2 separate regions of the Capra hircus genome follow, and region 1 is linked to region 2. A link is a contact called in public Hi-C data. All regions are on one chromosome and are shown on one strand. Each heading gives the region's core, a stretch centred on a gene start, on an enhancer-like site or on the middle of the called end of the contact. The rest is flanking DNA. Distances are from core to core; before and after follow the strand shown. Region 1 overlaps LOC102187783 (a long non-coding RNA gene). Region 2 overlaps SULF2 (extracellular sulfatase Sulf-2).

Region 1 (4,997 bases), core at 740-3,239, 660 kb before region 2:
GGGCCCTACAGATTATGAAGGTGGTTTTGCTACCTTGCCATCATACTAGCCAACCTTAGGATCCAGCCCGTTTGCTTTGATTGGTGGATGTTAACTCACGTCTGACCAATGAGATGCAAGCATTGTGCTCTGGGGCCTTCTGGGAAAACCTTTTCTCCCTGGAAAGAGAGGGTGTCCTGCAGAGTGTTATTTTCTCTCTGTGGCCCTTGCCTTCCTTTGAATTTTGAGCACTTGGATACTCCTGTCCACACCTCCTGCTACTACCCTGATCCAGATAATTCGTTTACTGCAAACATCCCGGGCTTCTCACTAGTCTCCCAGTTCCCACGCTCCCCCTACAACCCCTCCCCACAACTGTAGTCGGAGAAATCCTATCAGATCCGTCAGGTCCTGTCCCTTCTCTCTCAGACCCTCCAGGAACTTCTCACCCCTCTCTGAGTGAAAGCCCAAGACCTCACACCCCCTGCAAGGCCGCTGTAGATCCTGCCCTGCCTCTCTTTCCATCTTCACTCTGCCCCTGCCGCTCTGGCCTCAGTGCTCTACAGGGAGGAATGAGCTGTTTGCACGAGCTGGGCCTTTGCAGAGCTCTTCCCCGGGAATCCCCATGGCTCCCGCCCCTGCTCATTCGGATCCCCTCCACGAATCAGGCCGAGCCTAGCAGAGCCGAACAGGGAGCCTGAGCTGGGACCCCGATGACTCAGCGGAGTCCCTGCCAGCCATGGCCCTCTTGCTCCAGGATTCTCCTTGATTGGAGGTAAGGAAGTGCCAGGAGTCAGCACCTTCACCAGTTTCATCTCCTGTTATTGCAGCTTGATTCCTTGCACAGGGACAGTAGTTAGGGTTTGAGTGCAGGGTGCAGCTGGGGTGTGGTCCAGGGGCAGTAATGGGCTGTAATGGGGAGGGGAGGTCGGAGGCTCCTCTCCCTGAGTCCCTGTCACAGCCTTCAGCCCTTGTCCCTTCCCACCCAGAAGTCCTGAGGGGCTCCGGCGAAGGGTCCGGTCCCACAAGTCCATCCCCTCCTGGACAGGCTTCAGCCAGCCTCTGCCCAGCACACAGGAGGGCACTGCCCCATCCTCCCTGCTGTTTCCTTCCAGCACTTTGCAGGCCCAGGTTCCCAGTGCAGAGCCGCCCCGGCGTCCCTCCTGGGGTCCAGCCCTGCTGCCTTGGCTTCAGCCTCCAGATCTTTCCAGATCCTTTAGCTGTGTCCTCTCTCTCCATCAAAGCCTCCCCGTCCTCTGCCCCCTCACTCTGGCCCTGCTGAGGGCCCCTGGGTAACGGGGAGCTGCTGCTGCTGCTAAGTTGTTTCAGTTGTGTCCGACTCTGTGCGACCCCATAGACAGCAGCCCACCAGGCTCCCCTGTCCCTGGGATCCTCCAGGCAAGAACACTGGAGTGGGTTGTCATTTCCTTCTCCAGTGCATGAAAGTGAAAAGTGAAAGTGAAGTCGCTCAGTTGTGTCCGACCCCTAGCGACCCCATGGACTACAGCCCACCAGGCTCCTCTGTCTATGGGATCCTCCAGGCAAGAGTACTGGAGTGGGCTGCCATTGCTTTCTCCGAGCTGCCTCCAGTCAACTCTGTGCTTCCCAGAGCCCCCCGGGACTGTGGGGGTGACATATGATGGGGAGGGGGTGGGCTGTCCTGGGGACAGGACCCCGCAGACCTGCCATGGGGAGGATGGCCAGCCCTGAGGGGGCCGCACAGGCTGGCCACTCTCCTTCCTGGCTTTTGGCCCAAACAGCTCTGAGGAAAAGAGCGCGGGACGACCCTGGCGGGTGGGACTTGTTTCTGCTCTACAGGACGACGGATCTGCAGGCTGCAGGGGACCAGCCCTTCCAGAGGTGGGGGTAGGGGGCTCGGGCTCGGTGCGGGTGGCAGGCCTGCCCCTCCATCTTTCCTGCACCCGCTGGGAGGGAGCTGGTGGGGGTCCTGGTGCTGTCGCCTGGGGGGCCCGTGGGAGGGGCTGCCAAGTCTGTGTCCTGTCCGCGGCCAAGCCAGACCAGGGTCCTGTGTGCAGAGCCTCAGCTGTGCAAAGGGGCGGGACCACCCTGCCTCCCTCCCCCATGAACCCCTCCTCTGTTCCATGGGTCTGACTCAATGGCAGCATCCAGAGTGTCTGACCCTGCCTGGTGGGCACGAAGGAAATCTAACCTCTCTCCTCCCAGTTAACAGAGGAGTGGGATCCCTCTGCCTGTCTGAGATGGAACAGTCCGTGTGATGTTCCGAGTTAACTGAACACCTAACAGGTGCTGGGCTCGGTTCCCACGTGCATGTCACCTCCTTGACTCCTCCCAGCAGATCCGTGAGGGGCGCTGTGATCGCCGTCCTCCTGCCGTGGAGATGGAGCGGGGGTGCTGGAGGGTTCCCTCAGGGTCATGGGGCTCAGGCACACCAGGGATGGGGTTTGGGCACACGGCATCGTCACCCCCAGGCCTGCCTGCAGCTGGCAGAATGAGAGACGCTGCTCCTGAGCGCAGGATCTGTCAGAGAGGGGAGCCTCAGGGTGATTCCCTCCTGGGGGGCTCCTGCTAGATAAAAAATGAAGAAATGCCAAAACAGGGTTTTGGAAACCATGGGATGGCTGAAATGTTGACATGAACAAATGAATAGCCACTTATACTATTCACAAAATGAGAGCTGCATTGATTAAAAACAACCAGACTGATTCCAGGCGCGCTGAGACATGAGGACCAGGACAGACGGACAAGTGAAGATGTGGGTGATTCAGCACTTGAACTTAGTGGCCTGACTTCCTGGGTTCAAATTCCGGGCAAGTGATGGTTTCTGTGCCTCAGTCTCCCCATCTGTAGCATGGGCTCACGGCCACGTGCTCCTCCCGGGCCTGGTGTGGGTCTTGGCTCATGAGCACAGGTAAAGCCTGTGATCAGCACCGGGTCACAGAACTGCCCAGGAAGCCGTGATGGCTATTTGGAAGCATAGCCCACAGTTTCTTTGACTCAAGACACAGCCTTATTTGAGGCAACTCCGAGAGTCTAAGATTCAGGCCTTTTGTGGAGGTGAAGCCCGGGCCTGGGATAGGCTGGGGCCCTGGGGACTGGGATTGAAATGTGTTCATTTATTTTACAAAGAGGTGAGTTTATCTGCATTTTCCACCTGAATGCTCCAGGGAAACATTTGTGAGGATGCTGCTCCCAAAATAACCCACGATTTCATTTGAGGAGCTAATTAGGCGGAATCAATGAGGTTTATTCAAAGGAGGGGTCCATTCCAGACCAAGAGGCATGGAGATTAGAGGAGGAAGACTGCTTGGCTGAATGCAAAGTGGGTGAAGGGTTGTGTGGCCACACAGCCTCTACCCATGGGCATCATCTCCCTCCAGCCTCCAGGAACTGAGGATGCAAGCCTGTGCTGCTGACACTAGCACTTCCGGTGGACCCCCTCCTCCAGTGGCAGAGAGTGTAGAACACTCGGCCCCTGGGTATCGGCACCCCACAGCCTGCCCCAGCCCCCAGGTCCCCTCCAGAGACCCAGGGTGACGTCAGCGGGAACCGGAAATGAGTCAAAGGGGCCTTGGTTCAGATTCCACCTCTGCCACTTACTGGCTCTGTGGTCCTGGGTATATGCATGACCACTCTGAGCCTCAGTTTTCTTATCTGTAAAATGGGAATAAATAAAAGCATTTCCCTCCCAGGGCTAGTATGAGGCCTGAAGAAGTTCTGTTCAAGTGCGTTTGTAACAAGCTCCCACCACATCATCCCTGCTCAGGGGATGCGGCTGTTACTGTTATTTCCTCCTTTGTAAAGTGGAGAAGAATAATTACCACACGGATATTTGTCATACACATTATATACATCGTACGACTGAGCACAGTGCCTGGGCCACGGAGGAGCTCAGCAAATGGGGACAGTTCTCCCCTTGATCCTGAACACTTGATACACAGCCAGGTGGGCTGGGTTATGCTGCCTGACAAGAAGTCTCCTGAGCTAACAGGCCTGAACTATCAAGGCTGATTTCTTGCTCAGGCTGCAGGTCCTCAGAGCGTGGCTGGGAGCTGGACTCAGTCTCCTCCTTGTGACCCTAGGTGAAGGGGTCTGCCCTCTCTGATGTCACCACAGACCTGGCAGAAAGAAGAGTTTGGGGAGGGGTCTTGCCCTGGCTGTTAATTTCCCCAGCCTGTGGGTGACCTGATCACTGTGCTCACCGCTCATTGGCCAGGAGGAGTCATGTGGCCACCTCCACAGGGGACCAGAAGTACAGCCCTGCGTGTGTCTGGGGGATGGCGCCGTTGACTTCCAGAGATTCCTTGGGAACCAGAACTTGGTAACGGCCTCCAAGAGCATGACCTGCGATAGACTATCCTGGTCCATTGGGGCGCCTGGTGAAGGGAGGGGAGCCACTTCCTTCTCCCCATTCATGACTCAGGTTTAATAGGCGCCTCGGTGGAGAATAGCGTGGCCTGTAGCTAATTCTCCTTCAGATCTCCCCTCCTGGATAATCCCTTTGATACTGCAGAACTAACTAGTGAGGAGGTAGAAACAGGATTTGTTTGATTCTGCAGGAATTGTACTTCTGTCTCCATGTCAGTTCCCAAAGAGACGTGTTTGCTCCAGAAAGAGCTTCCGTCTTAATTACAGCGATTAATAAATAGTAGCCTCACTCGTGGATGTGTGTGTGTGTATGGGTGCGTGTATATCTTTCACAAGACTTCTAAGCTGGCACAACACCCTCCCCCAACCCGATCAGTGCCCCCTACCCTCAGAAGCCCGATTAAACAAACAAGATCCCCCAGAGCAGACTCTGAAGGAGCACCATGTTGATGGTCCTTATTCCTCCTCCCTTTGGACAGTGACTCTCCAGCTCCACTCTGCACACTGGAGACTCTGCCTTCTTGGGCATAGGAAATTCCAGAGCAAAGACAGTTCAGCCTGGCTCTGGATTTCCCTGGTGCTTCTGCCTGGCCCCGCAGTACTCCTGAATTTCACACCCCCCGTGGAAGTGCAGATGAGGGGTACTGTCTCTGGCCTCTTGTGTCATCCTT
Region 2 (5,055 bases), core at 1,813-4,312:
TAAACAAGTTTAGGTTGTAAAAATGCGAGCTGATTTCAAGAGAAATGTTCAGGAAAATATAATCCAGACAGTACTTGGAGATAACAGCAACTGTGACGGTGGTTTGGGAGAGTCTGAACTCGATTTTCTGAGGCCTGGGAGGCCAACGTGGTCTCTGGAGAGGACGGGGAGTGAGGACGGAGATTTGTAGAGAGAGACGCCAGCCTGAGGCGAGGCTCAGGGGGAGAGAGGCGGGCAGATGAGCAGGGGGAGCAGGTGGGGGTGCCCTGGAAAGGCCCAGGTGCTTCCCTGCCTTGGTCTGCGAGCTGGGACTTTGAGCCATGCTGGCTCAGGCCTGGAGATGCAAGCCCGTTTCACCAGTAACAGGAAGTAAACCTGGGACCTCCACATTCTATTTCTCCTTAATAAACCCATGGGTTGCCAAGGCTGGGGCACCAGTTGGCTGCATGTCACAGGTTGCATCCAGGCAGCTCTGTCATCGCTGGACTCAAAATTGGCACCAACCTGTCCTCACAATCCCCCTGCCCCATCCAGCATTTGTTCACGACCCCCTCCCAGCCCCTCCCTCTGCCCTGGAGGGCATCAGGAACCTTCCCCGCGCCCCTGGAGCTCTTTGGGTCATGCTGGAGCAGCATTCAAGGCTGCCTCTGTTGCCAGGCACAGGAAGAAAGCCCTGGACAGAAAGCTCTGGCCTCCCAGAGCTGACCATCTGGGCAGACCCCAGAGGGGCTCAGATTTCAGTTCTGAGCTTCAGGGAATGAATCAATGAGGCCACGAGGGGCCTTTGTCCCCCTGGGACTGTAGTCAAATCCCCCTGCTGGCCCATCCCCACCCTCTCCCTGCAGATTGGGCGTCTGGCAGTCCCACACAGTGAGAGGGCTGCCTGATCGGTCTTTGAAACCAATTATCCAAGCGTACTGCTTAACCCAAAGGAAAGGAGCACATGGGGTGGGAGGAGCCAAGGCCAGCTGGGGAGGCCTCTGCCACGGCCCCTAGGATCCCAGCCCAGACACCCACCTCCCACCTCTGGCAGATGCAGTCACACCCTGCCGACCACTCCCCCCACCCCACCCCACCGCCACTGCCTGCCTCATGCTACACCTTCTGGAAGGGCCCTTCCCTGTGTACCAGCCACGCCCTCCAACCCAAGTGCTTTTCTCCTACGGGGCTTCCCCATGGCTGGGTTCCCGCTCAGCCACAGCGCATCACCCTGGGTACCATTTCTCTGCTCCCCCGACAGTGGACAGGTATTCACCCATCACAGAGCAGCTCATTCCAGGCACCAGCCTGTGTCCAGTCGGGGCCAAAAGAGGGACGCGTCTGGGGTGGCTGGGAGCAGGCAGCAGGGAAGCGGCGGGGCGGGTGAGCAGGCCCGGGAGGCTGAGGCCACGCGTGTCTTGCAGAAATGGCAGTGCGTGGAGGATGCATCGGGGAAGCTGAAGCTGCACAAGTGCAAGGGCCCTGCGCGGCCCGGGGGCAGGGCCCTCTCCAACCTGGTGCCCAAGTACTATGTGCCAGGCGGCGAGGGCTGCGTCTGCGACAGCGGGGACAGCCAGCTCACCCTGGCTGGACACCGGAAGAAGCTCTTCAAGAAGAGTAAGTGGGACGGGAGGGGCGGGGAGGGAACGCACCTGAGCAACCTTGCTTGTTCATTCAAACAGACTCACGTGCCCTGCACCATCAATCCACCCAGCCCCAGGTGGGGTGGGCAGGGAGCATAAAGGAGGAGATGAGCGTGTAGAGGGCGGAGAAGAGCAGGAGCATAAAGAGAAAGGGGGGGGGGGTCTGTCCCTGGGCCACGTGGTGGGGTCCTTCTGAGATCAGAAGACCCTGGAGGGCTTTGAGCAGAGGAGCCAGGATCAGATTTGTGCTTCCATAGCATTCCTCCAGCTGGACTGCAGGCACTGGACAGGTTCACCTGCAAAGCGCTAAAAGATGCTGAATCCTCTAGTGCCGGCTTCCAGACGAGGCCAAGCCAAGGCGACGCCCTTCAGCCTCCTGTCTACCTGCCTGCAGGCGCGCTAAGTCACTGCAGTCATGTCCGACTCTGTGACCCCATGGGCTGTATAGCCCGCCAGGCTCCTCTGTCCATGGGTTCTCCAGGCGAGGATACTGGAGTGGGGTGCCATGCCCTCCTCCAGGGCATCTTCCTGACCCATGGACTGAACCCACAGCTCTTACGTTTCCTGCGTTGGCAAGGGCGTTCTTTACCACTAGCACCACCATCTGCTTGGCATCGTGTCCCTGGCATCACATATCTTTCTGCAGTGACTTCACCATCTAAAGTGGCCCCAAGGTGGCACTGACATCTTGCGTTGGGTCCCCAAGCCCCAGCTGGCTGGGATGTGCTTTAAAGAGGGGAACATGTGGGTGAGATGAGCTTCAGGCTGCTACCTTGAGTTCAATGTCGGAGAATCACCACGTGCATGAAGTCGGGTGTCTTTACACAAAATGGAGACACAGTGTGCAATACGGTTCCATATTGATGGTTGACAGGTGTGCTGTGACCCAAGGCTGGCAGGAACCTCACCCCACGTTTGCCCCAGGAGCACTGGTTCCCAACTCGCTAGTTCAGCGTCAGGGTGATGCTATGGAACAAGACCACCTAGAGTAACAGGAACCTGCTGCACCGTTGGCCCTTGAACAACGACGGTCCCCCTGCACGCAGATGGTCCTCAGTAGTAAATACTACAGTTCTGCGTCATCTGTGGTTTGAATCTATGGATGTGGAGAAACCATGGATACCGGAGGGAGGGAGGTTAACTATGAGTTACATGCAGATGACCCCAGCCTTGTTCAAGGTCAGCTGTACTTTGGAGAGGGTAGAGCACCCCCATCCCAAGTGGAAAAGTTGCCTTAGCCTTCACACCTCCACACAGCAGGGGCCAAAGGACAGAAAGTTAGGAAGCCAGTGACCAGAGGAGGCGCCTAGGGAAGTCCTCTCAACCTGGCCGAACCCTCCCAGCAGGTGGTCACGGCCCCATTCAGAGGGTCACCTCCCCTGGAGAGCATGCCCCCTGCTAAACGTTCAAATGAGGGCGCGCCTGGGCTTTGAGGATGTTTGGCGGGCTCGAGTGCCAGGACATGGTCCCAGCAAGATGGGTCCCCTGGCTGGAGTGTCCCCCACTGGAGCTGGGCACTTGCCCAGGCCACCATTGCTCTAACCCCCTAACCCAAGGGGAGCCAAAGCCTGATCCGAGACTTTGGTTGTTTCTCTGTCTTCTTTCGCTGTGGTCCCATCAGCACTACCTGATGCTCAGCACTGTGACCGTTTCTGACTGTCGAGTTCAGTAGCTTTAAGGACCCGGACAGTGTTGGGCGGCCATCACCACCGTGCGTCCCCAGCTCTCTTCCTCTGGCAGAACTGAAGCTCGGCACCCGAGAAACACTGACGCCCCACCTCCCCTCCTCCCGCTCTTGGCAGCTACCCCACTGCTTTCTCCAAGTTTTACTCTTGTAGGTACTTCACAGAAGCAGGATCACACAGGATCTGTCCTTCCTGTCTGGCTTATTTCACCCGGCATCAGGGTTTATCCGCGTTGTAGCCTGCATCAGGATCCCCATCCTTTTTCAGGCTGAGTGAGACTCCCCTGTAGCCTAATTAGAGACTGGCTATCCAGCGGTGGGCTCAGAGGGCTCCTCCTGTCTTTGCAGAGGACACCTTCGTTACGAGAGCTGGTTTGTCTCCATAACGACCCAGCTTCTGCCTCGAACGGCACTTCCCCACTGATGGTCCCCCGTTATAACTCCTCACTAGCTGATTAGTAACTGCTAAGCTAATCTCTTTTCAGCTGAATAAAATGATTGGTTTCCAGATTGAATTACACAGTTAAGATCTCGCTTCAGCACGTGGCACACTGGCTAATCTTTAAATAATACAAGGACTTGTGATTTAGTTACGCTTCCCCCCATTAATGCTTAGAGGACAGAGACTGTATTGCGCTGTATTGCTCAGTCACTCAGTCGTCTCTGTTTGTGACCCCATGGACCGCAGCACGCCAGGCTTCCCTGTCCTTCACTATCTCCTGCAGTCTGCTCAAATTCATGTCCACTGTATCAGTGATGTCACCCAACCATCTTATTCTCTGTCACCCCCCCCCCCCCCCGCTTCCTGCCCTCAATCTTTCCCAGCATCAGGCTCTTTTCCAACGAGTCGGCTCTTCACAAGAGGTGGCCAAAGTATTGGAACTTCAGCTTCAGCATCAGTGCTTCCAGTCAATATCCAGAGTTGATTTCCTTTAGGATGGACTGGCTTGATCTCCTTGCAGTCCAAGGGACTCTCGGTTCGAAAGCATCACAGTTCAAAAGCATCAATTCTGTGGCACCCTGTCTTCTTTATGGTCCAGCTCTCACATCCATACATGACCACTGGAAAACCATAGACTAGACGGACCTTTGTCAGCAAAGTATTGTCTCTGCTTTTTAATATGCTGTCTAGGTTTGTCATAACTTTCCTTCCAAGGAGCCAGCGTCTTTTAATTTCATGGCTACAGTCACCATCTGTGGTGATTTTGGAGACCAAGAAAATAAAGTCAGCCACTGTTTCCCGTTTCCCCATCTATTTCCCACGAAGTGATGGGACTGGATGCCATGATCTTCGTTTTCTGAATGTTGAGCTTTAAGCCCACTTTTTCACTCTCCTCTTTCACTTTCATCAAGAGGCTCTTTAGTTCTTCTTCACTTTCTGCCATAAGGGTGGTGTCATCTGCATATCTGAGCTTATTGATATTTCTCCCAGCAGTCTTGATTCCAGTTTGTGCTTCATCCAGTCCGGCATTTCGCATGATGTACTCTGCACAGAAGTTAAATAAGCAGGGTGACAATATACAGCCTTGACGCACTCCTTTCCCAATTTGGAACCAGTCCATTGTTCCATGTCCGGTTCTAACTGTTGCTTCTTGACCTGCATACAGATTTCTCAGGAGGCAGCTAAGGTGGTCTTATATTATCTCTTTAAGAATTTTCCATAGTTTGTTGTGATCCACACAGTCAAAGGCTTTAGCATAACCAAGTAGATGTTTTTCTAGAATTCTCTTGCTTTTTCTATGATGCAGT

Evidence for each region. Hi-C and Micro-C count contacts between places; a contact is called where the count stands out from the background.
Region 1: a Hi-C map of blood shows a contact between it and region 2, with 4 times the contacts expected there. The contact joins two enhancer-like sites. A contact is called at or near these places in 2 of 5 Hi-C or Micro-C datasets (both in blood).

What each region holds. Positions count from the first base shown.
Region 1 is chr13:76,364,288-76,369,284 of ARS1.2, reverse strand. It overlaps LOC102187783 (a long non-coding RNA gene), which reads left to right. Exons shown (of 3, transcript XR_310505.3): 3 at 409-500. Among named protein-coding and RNA genes, the nearest start is that of PREX1, 190 kb to the left of the region's middle. Within about 2 kb of position 1,989, at least 1 of the 5 cell types and tissues checked has an H3K27ac peak or open chromatin away from gene starts, as enhancers often do.
Region 2 is chr13:75,700,743-75,705,797 of ARS1.2, reverse strand. It overlaps SULF2 (extracellular sulfatase Sulf-2), which reads left to right. Exons shown (of 21, transcript XM_018057993.1): 11 at 1,404-1,596. Among named protein-coding and RNA genes, the nearest start is that of SULF2, 110 kb to the left of the region's middle. Within about 2 kb of position 3,062, at least 1 of the 5 cell types and tissues checked has an H3K27ac peak or open chromatin away from gene starts, as enhancers often do.